Regions from separate parts of the Mus musculus genome. Here region 1 is linked to region 2. The links are chromatin contacts, called in public ChIA-PET maps. All regions are on one chromosome and are shown on one strand. Each heading gives the region's core, a stretch centred on a gene start, on an enhancer-like site or on the middle of the called end of the contact. The rest is flanking DNA. Distances are from core to core; before and after follow the strand shown.

Evidence for each region. ChIA-PET counts read pairs in DNA pulled down with a chosen protein or histone mark.
Region 1: a contact with region 2 is called in an RNA polymerase II ChIA-PET map of effector CD8 T cells, with 23 read pairs. The contact joins two enhancer-like sites. A contact is called at or near these places in 2 of 115 datasets of contacts at active chromatin or transcription factors (effector CD8 T cells and memory CD8 T cells).

What each region holds. Positions count from the first base shown.
Region 1 is chr1:138,514,098-138,518,882 of GRCm38.p6, reverse strand. Nek7 (NIMA (never in mitosis gene a)-related expressed kinase 7) reads left to right here. Exons shown (of 10, transcript NM_021605.4): 6 at 2,247-2,355; 7 at 3,151-3,258. Among named protein-coding and RNA genes, the nearest start is that of Nek7, 100 kb to the left of the region's middle. Within about 2 kb of position 1,777, at least 101 of the 459 cell types and tissues checked have an H3K27ac peak or open chromatin away from gene starts, as enhancers often do. A contact at or near this core is called in effector CD8 T cells and memory CD8 T cells, where this site is marked.
Region 2 is chr1:138,287,661-138,292,172 of GRCm38.p6, reverse strand. Atp6v1g3 (ATPase, H+ transporting, lysosomal V1 subunit G3) reads right to left here. Exons shown (of 3, transcript NM_177397.3): 3 at 2,711-4,386. The coding sequence ends at 4,213. Among named protein-coding and RNA genes, the nearest start is that of Atp6v1g3, 16 kb to the right of the region's middle. Within about 2 kb of position 1,947, at least 50 of the 459 cell types and tissues checked have an H3K27ac peak or open chromatin away from gene starts, as enhancers often do. A contact at or near this core is called in effector CD8 T cells and memory CD8 T cells, where this site is marked.

The sequences.
Region 1 (4,785 bases), core at 528-3,027, 230 kb before region 2:
TCTGAGAAGAATTTATACTGCCAGGTCTTCTTCACCCTAATGTGCATTTTGTGTCCAGGGTTTTTCCTGTGTCCCTTTTATATTTTGTCTTTTAATAATGAGACTTGAAAAGAAACAGAAACACACCAACACTTACAATAATTAAGAAAAAGAGGCCATGGATTTGAAAGAATTCAAGGGGCAGGGGTGGGGTGGGAGGGTGGGGTACGTGGGAAGGTTTGGAACAGGGAAATGAGGTAATTATATTACAGTCTTCGTTTTTAAGTTATTTAAAATAATCAACTGCCAAGTTGATTATGGTTATGATGAGTTTAGACTCTGTTAAAGCATTAAATTTTTCTTCCATGTTCTAATGTCTACTTGATGCAGTGCATCTTTGAATGAAGAGACCCGGTACCCGTCTTGCTGTTGGCATCAGTCATCCCTCTGATGTGTTAATGTGGCATAGGGGGGTGCATGCACGGGCATTATTGGATGCGTTCCAAGTCTCAAGGAAAATTATGTGTAAAGAGCTGAATTTTCAGTATTGTCTCCTTCCAGTGAAAACTGATGTTGACACAGTCTGCCATAAAAGAAAACCTTCCTATTGAAACCCAATATGGGCATTTCTCCATAGTTAGAAGGACAGTGGTCTACTTTCATTATTACCTGGTCATTTAGAATAGGTTACTGACTTACTTGCTAATGAAATTGCAAAAAGTAATTGATTTTTCAGCCATGTGCTATGTAGGAAAAATTAGCCTAGTATTCTTACCTTTTTTTAAACAGACATTTTTTCTTCCTCTAGCAAGTGGGCACAGTGGCAGGGGGGTGTTGGTTGTTGCTGATGGAAAAGGACTCCAGTAGTTTCCCTGTAGCTTTGCCATTTTAGCCAGCCCTCAGCTGGCCACAGGTGCGACTCAGAAGGGCTGGCTTTTCACTTTCTCAAATATAGGGTTTTTTTTTTTTTTTTGCATTCAATACCAAAAAATTAATTGGTTGAACTTTTCCAAATGTGGTTTTCAAATACAGTAAAAAAACAGATTTAAAAGTTGATGTTAGGACATATGCTTCATAAAGTTAAGATTTTTTTTTAAAGCTTTGTAGGAAAAAAAAAAGCTGTTTAAAGGTACCGTTTCTTCATGTTGGTAATTTATAAGTACTATTCAGTAAGAAACCCACTGCACTGTTGTTTTTAAAAATGATTTTTATATACAGAGTATCCAGTGGGGCTGAGAGCTTGGATCTTGCTATGCTGCTTTCATAGTTTCCTGTTAAACTTAAGACAGGAAACTGGACGACGCTGCTCTGTAGCTGTGGGCTTCTGGTTGTGTTTAGCAGTTTCCCTTTCAGTCTCTGGACCCCTCCCTCCGACAGCCTGTTGATACTCTCAGTGCTTTGCTTCAGCTTTCCTGTGACCATCTCACTCTCCAGAACGTAGTTTCATCCATTCAAAAGACAGCTTTGCTTTGTTATGTGCAGTGAATACACTCATGAAAACTTTTATACCATGACTTAAGTTTTAGTAAATTATGGTGTTTCTAGTCACCCATGCAGCTCAACCTTTAACTAGAATTCTAGAGTGGAGACATTTGCCTGAAGCAGGACTGTCTTTTGTTTGTTTGTTATTTCTATTTTTGTTGTTGTTGGTGGTGGTGGTTTTTAAGACTAAGTCCTATGTGCTAGGCTGGCTACATACTCCTTACCTCGCTGAAGATAAGCTTGCCCTTCTGCTCTCTGGCACCTGCCTCCCAAGTGCTGGGCTTGCACTTTTGACTCACCCACTTCCTCTGTCTCACAAGTGCTAAGCTTGCAGGCATGCAACACCATGCTTGTTCTTGTGGTGCTGTAGATGGAACCCAGGCATGCTAGACACACACTTTAATCAGCTAATGCAACATACTCAGTAAGAGTGGTCTTTTAGCGAGTCTACTTTAATATTTCTTCATTTCCTAAAACCGTAGTCCTTCTTGAAATGAGATGTGAGATAAGTCATTTTAGATAGATGTATTTTTTTAAAAGTAGTTGGACATTACAGAGTAGTAGTGTTCCATAGCTTAAGAACAAATAGGAGGAAATGTAAGTCATTCTGTCAAGTGAAATTTCTGGAGTCGTCTTAGTATGGAAAATTATACTTTAAAAAATAATAACGAGGGGATAAAAGTTGATTTTTTTCTGACTTACTGATTCGCAATGCTGGAATTCAACTTTAAGAAATCTGATTTCTCAGAATCACTAATTTTTTTTTAAAAAAATATTTTAAACAGCACTTTAAGAAACAAAAGAGGCTAATCCCTGAGAGAACCGTTTGGAAATACTTCGTTCAGCTCTGCAGTGCACTGGACCACATGCATTCTCGAAGAGTCATGCACAGAGGTAAGAGAAGCACGGGAAGTCTGCAGCAGCATCTTAAGTGACATTCGCCACCAAGCACTTTAAGATAGCTTCCATTCAGTCCACGGCATTACCTGTTTTTCATAATTTATGTCTAAATTATAATTTGTCAGGACTGTAAGCGTTAAAGTGAAGCCCTGCTTTATGATAAATAATGCGAATTATGCTTTGCCCGACTTCTCTCAATACCTTGCTGGTTCTCTGGGTGAGAAAGGGAAGCTGTGGGGGACAGTGCATGTGCATTAGGAAGAGGGTTTGTCGTGTCTCCTCCAGACAAGCAGACTGTGGCATCCCAGCCTCAGGCCTTCAGGGATGCTTCATGGTCAGTCCAGTTGTTGGGCAGACATAATGCACTCAAGTCACTAAGTGACTGATCCACTTATTTGGGGCTGTCAGATCTGAAGCAAATTATTTAGGGAATTGTGATTTCTGAAGCCATGAAATGAATACAATGTACATAATATTGCTAAGGTATGATTTTATAACTTGTGTAAATGTACCAATTCCTTTTTCAGCAGCATGTTATTTAACACCATTAAACAAAGGGGGACACATGTTTATTTTGTGCCTTAAATTTTCACCCGTATTCCTTGTGATATTAATTGGACTAAGAAGTTTGAAATATATGAGAATAATTCAAAATATAGTGAGTGACTTTCGGTTCAGACCTTCATATTTAATAGACATTTTGAATCCTTCCACAGGAGGAAATTTCGTATTCCTTTCAGATTCCCAAACTTATAGCATCTCTCACCTGATCTCTTCATTTATCCACAGATATAAAACCAGCTAATGTGTTCATTACAGCCACTGGGGTAGTAAAACTCGGAGACCTTGGGCTTGGTCGGTTTTTCAGCTCCAAAACCACAGCTGCACATTCTTTAGGTAAGAGGCATGATTTCACCGCTTCAGTCCGTTACGTGTGTGATTGTGTTGGTCACGGTTTAAAACAGGTCACACCAGCTCTACGGCGCTGCTTGCCTAGGAGTCAGCTGCTCCTGACAGGTGCTCACAGTTCCCTCTTACCTTTTACACGATTGCTTATTTAAACTGAAGCAGGCCCTGAGGTTTTTGTTGTTTGTGCTGGTTTTTTGAATAATACTGATAAGCCTGGCTTTTACTGTTGCCATGGAGAACTCCTTTTGTCTTATTTGTAATGACTGTGAGCTAATGGAAAACTGTATTTTGGAAGAAGTCTTCACTGGATATTTTTTAAATGCCAGAGGTAATAATTCATACATGTTTATTTATTCAATGGGCGTGTAACTGTGATAACTATTAAGAGAGAAAACCTAAGGATGATGACTCATAGTGAATGAAGAGAAACAAAATTTCTCTATTTACAGAATGGAAGAAATACCCACAGTTGATTCATTTTTGAGTTAACATTATTTTGATGTCCCTTTGCACCTAAAATAGAATTGATGTAACTACCAACACTGTATTAGCAATGGGAAGAAAAATTATTTTGGATCAGAAACAATAAAAATTCCTAGAAGAAATGTTTTTTAACTTGTGTTAAAAGTAGATTATCTCATGACTCCCCAAGTCACCTTTTTTCTTCTAGTGCATATAAAATACAGGAAGTGTTGATTTTTAAAATAAGAACTAAAACAAAATTAAGTTGGCCTTAATTTAGTTGTGTCTATCTTTGCTGTCATAATTTCCTTGAAAGTCATTAATTCTTTGAAAGCAGTCTTTAGATGTGGAGTGAGGAGCTTTTAAATGGGCTCTTAAAGAACAGTGATGTAAACTAAATAGCCAAACAGGGAAATAAGCTTCCGGATACATGGCTGGAGACATTTGAAGGCGTTTGTTCCTAAGCATTGTTCCTGAGCTTCCGTGCACCTTGAATCTATCACTTATTAATATTTTGTTTCTAGAGTAGACTTTGGCTTGACGGACAGTGTCGTGGAAATGCTTACACTTCCCTGAATTTCACTTTGTTAGTTATGGAGAACATATGATTCCACACTGATGTCCTGAAGCAGTTAGTTCCTTCACATTTCACACTTACAGTCACATAACTACAAGGCCTTTTCCAGGTATAAGATTTTGATCTGAAACCTCATAAGGAATCAGCAAATTTGCATAACCCTTTGATAAAGTTTTATTGGAGAAGTTACAATTCTTATAGTAGGTGTGGTAGACAATTTCTAGGAAGAAGCCATAGCCCTTCCTACTAAAGACACTGCCACTCTGTGCTGCTCCTCTGATTGCTGTCCTAACAACACCTTGTCAGTAACTCACTTGAAACACTAGTTTATCATTGCATGTGCACACACACTAATTGCACGTGCTTGTACACACATGCCACTTGTTTAAATGCTGCGTTGCAGTCACTCTTGAGTAGGCTGTAGTGTTTGAGCTTTACCGAACTAATGATTAACCTGAAATCCGAATCACACAACA
Region 2 (4,512 bases), core at 698-3,197:
AAGCAGAATCATTGCCTTTCAGTGATGTTTGCACTTATATGTATTTTATTCTAGGAGATTACTCCTAATAACACAATTTTGTTTTTATTTAGGACAATGAATTTGTTGTTCTGTTGAGGAAAATTCTAGCCTGACTAATGCCAGAGGATGGTGACCTGAGGCGTTGTTGATGAGTCTGAAGGTGGAAGCAGGCAGACTGTCCGCCTACTTCCTGCCTGAGATTCCTACCTTCACTTCAAAAACAAGACGCTGGTTCAACTTCAGAGGCAGAACCAAATCATGAGCACAATTAATAAAGGATAAGGAACTGCCTGTTTGGGCATTCAACACTGTTGGCAATCATTTTATGAATCTGCCATAATCTTCTTCCTAAACTCGGTGCCTTCTTTGGCTGTCTCTAGAAGGTTCCATTCACTCTCAGCTATCATCTCACTCACATTTGAGAACTCTAGTTCCAACAGGTACCTTCTCATCCTCTCACACTGTTGAGCCACATGCTCATCAGCACACGCCCATAATGGACTTCCTGTTAGTGTTAGTGTCCCTATCGGTATGTGAGGACATGCCACTTGAGAACTGCTTCCTATGTGTCCTCCCTCTAAAACGTCCTATATTTGTAAAATGTCCTCTCTCTACTCTCCACGTCAAATAGGACCTTGAATTTCAACTAGTTTATAGATATGATTTAAAATTTCCTATCCCTGTGAAAGTCAACCTATGCCAAACCAAGCATGCCTGACACATGTCTTCCTCATACTACAGCACTGTGTCTCTGATAATTTTTACACATTCTCACCTATGCATGACTTCTGCTCCAAACTTCCCACTTTCTGAGGGTGTGCGATTCCAAGTCACATATCTGCTGTGTTTTATTTAAATATTTAATAGCTGTCAAGACAGTTATCACCCTGTCCTGTTGGGTAAAACTCAGTAGCTTAAAACAGCAATTAATTATCAATAAGGAGCTTATGGATTTTCTGGATACTTAATTCAATTAAGTTAGGGTTAGGGTTAGGGTTACGGTTAGGGTTAGGTTTTGCTGAATTAGGCTGGGATAGTTCTCAAATGCTCCAGGATAAACTAAAACTGTGGCTTTGCATTTTTTTTTTGTGCTTTTAGAGCTTTATTGTAGAAAGACAGAGAGAAAGAGAGAAGGTAGAAAGAAAGAGAGAGGCCGGCCATGGCCACGTGGAGAGAGAGGGGAAGGGAGAGTGAGAAGGAGGGCTAGAGAGGAGAGTAAGAAAGGTGAGAGCTTAAAAAGCAGCTTTACCTATTTGACCAATAGTATTCTACTATCTTTTCCTAGCTACAAAGCAATGGTGGTGCTAACCCATGCCAAGCTTGAGCTTTTACATCGTTCAGAGGCACAGTCTAACTCTGTGGTTCAAGCCACCTTCCAGTCCTCCCCTGTTCTGCTGTTACAGACAGGAATCACCATCCCTGGCTAATTCTTGACTGTGTGTTTGCTAATATGGAGAAAAATATTTTGATCTCTACATTTATCTCCAATTTGGCAAATACCATAGTGTTGTTTTCAGGTGTAGTGAAGATGAGTAAGAACTCAGTAGAGTCTTTTCCCAGTTTATATTGTCTTCACAAAGGATCACAACAATAATAGGGAAGAATTAAATATGCTTAGGATTATTCATCTCTTCCTGTAGAACTGTGTGAAGAAAAAATGTTTTTTAGGATAAGTACATGCTGAGAAAGAGAGAGAGAGAGAGAGAGAGAGAGAGAGAGAGAGAGAGAGAGAGAGAGAGAGAGAGAGAGAGAGATATTTTGGTATGACTGGAAAGGCTTGCAGCAAAGTGGGTTATCTCTGAAATACATGAAATCTTTTCACATGTAAATAAAGTAAAACTTGGCAGCTGTACCATCTGTGAGAATGTGAGAGTTCTGGGAAAATGAGTCATTCAGTGACAAAGATATGAAACCAGTTTTGAATGTAAAAATATGTGAGCTACTTAAGAGTGCCGGATGCTGGCGTTAGCACTTACTTCTGGCAGTAGAGTATCTAAGATTGACAGGGGTATTAAGAAATTAACAAAGACTCCAAGGTGTGAAGGGGGAAAGCAGTAAGTGGTTACTACCGTTAACACCACATTTTAAAAACTGGTCTAATGTGGAATCAAATCCTAAAGTGTTATGAGAGACCCCATAGTTCTTTGACAATCTCTGGGCCTAAAAGAGCCGAGCTATAGAGACAATGAACAGTTTGCCAGTGGGATGTATAGAGCAAAAGGCACATGCAGGACAGATGCAGCTTGCCACATCTCATTTCTTTCTTCTCTGTGTGGCATTGCCTTGCTTGTGAGAAAAGCCAGGTGCTAATTTTGATGTGTTTTTAAAGGGTTTATGTTCCCCAAATAATCTTGTGTCAGCTTAAAAAATTTTAGCCTGTGTTTAAGATAATATACTTAAGCTTCCACATGCAAAAAAAATTGACTTTTAAAAAATTTACACGAGACGAGAAAGACAATTAAATTTTGCCATGTAATTGCAAACCACAAGCTGTGCTCAGAGCTGTCCTCCACATCATGCCTTTTCCAATGGCAGCTCTCGTCACTGTATGTATCTAGCCTCACTTCCATCTCCCATCTCCATAAGAGGGCTCTCCAAATCTGAGTTAAAGTGGAAATTTCTCATAGGGAAACAAGAGCAGCTCTGTTTGTTTTCCTTGATAGTAAACACATACATCAGAGACAGGCTTCTTTGGAATGTTTTGGGCTTTTCTGTTTATTAAGGAATAAACTATTTTTTCTTGTAATGGAAGAAAAAGATCACCTAAAGCCCAGAAACTAACTTAATAAGTTTTCCTTATTCATAAAGTTGGGAAAGTAAGGAATCAAATGGAATTCCAATTTTCTCATCTGTTTCAAATATAAAATTGACTATTTCTGAGATTCTAAACTATAAAAATGATAACAATGTTTATGAAGTTTGGGAATTAAAATTTTTCTACATGTAGTGCTTGAAAATCTAACACTGGGAAGAGGTATAGTGGCACATGCCTTTAATCCCAGCACTAAGGAGGCAGAGCAGGCGGATCCCAGTGAGTTTGAAGCCTGAGCTATAGGATGAATCCTAGGACAGTGAGAACTTGACTCAAAACAAAAACACAAACAGACAAAACCCCCACCAAGGTCAACAATACTGCTAGTGCTCAGCAGTGGGTATTTAGAAAGCTTCCTGGGAGGGAACTTGTGAGTAAGTGAAAGGTCTAGACACTGATGTCACACTGCCAGAGGAAAGCTAGAGCTGACACTGTTTCCCAGGCAACTCCAGGTCAAGTTCTGAGGCTCTAATGACCATTATGAGCAGGGAACTTTTCAAATGGCAGCTCTCATCACTCTATCTAGCTTCCGTTCCATTTCCCATCTTCCATAAGTGGGCTCTCCACATCTGAGTTAAAGTGGACATTCCTCACAGGGAAGCAAGGGACCAGCTCTACTAGATGTCTGTTTCTCCACACAAGGCCTAAGATAATTTATACATTGAACTAACAATGTACACGAGCTCTCAGAATGTAGCTCATTTAATAAGGAGAGCAGGGTAGCGCATACTAATTATTTTTGTTGGAGGTTCACTTCTTTACAAACTACAGAATTTATCCAGATATCTACTCTCTCAGATGACCACCTTTTCTTTCAAAAATGTCCTTAAAACAGAGTAACATTATTTATGTAACTTGAAGTTAGGCAGGGATAACTGTGATGGGACCCATTTCTTCTAAGGTGACTTCTAACATCATTTGTTTCTGTCTCTGTTCTCACAGACAGTTTAGAAATGCTTTTTGAACTGCCAATGAAATATTATGGTTTTCTTGCTAATTAATAAATTAAAGTATTTGCATATTCATTTCAGAGGTGTCTAAGGAACAAAATTATATTCTCCTCTTAAAAACTATTGAATAGGAAGAATACCTAATAAAGCACCTTCTAAGCCAATAAAAAGAAATGTGAAAATATACTGGAGTGATTGTTTGCTGTTTAAGTGTTAAAATTCAAGTTTCTCGCTTTCCTTAACTTGCTTCATACTAAACGCCATCCAGGAGAAATGACACCATGTTACTTATTTTTTAATTCTGTGACCTATATTAAATATGTGACATGAAAGTTTATAGTAAACATCAGGTGCACAGTTGCAGACCTTTAATATCAACAGAATGTGTATCCCACTCTATGCCTATGGACTTGGATGTGTGGAGCACATTCAGTTGGTGGCTCTGTAGTTCACATGGACTTCTGGTTTCATGTCGCACACCATGCTCAATAGCTGCTTAATCACGCTTTCCATACACTTGTTGTAGCTTCCGTTCAATTCTTTGATCTTCTCTAGTGTCTGCTCTTCTATTTCATCCGAGAGGTGGCTCTGAGAGCCCATTATCTGTGAAAGCAAAAGATGAGATTTATTTTAATGTATGCCACATCAAAACAGTTAAATTGAACTATTTTATGAACTTCAGCATATTTCTTTGATGGTCACTTTAAGGTGTGATTTTTTTATTATTAT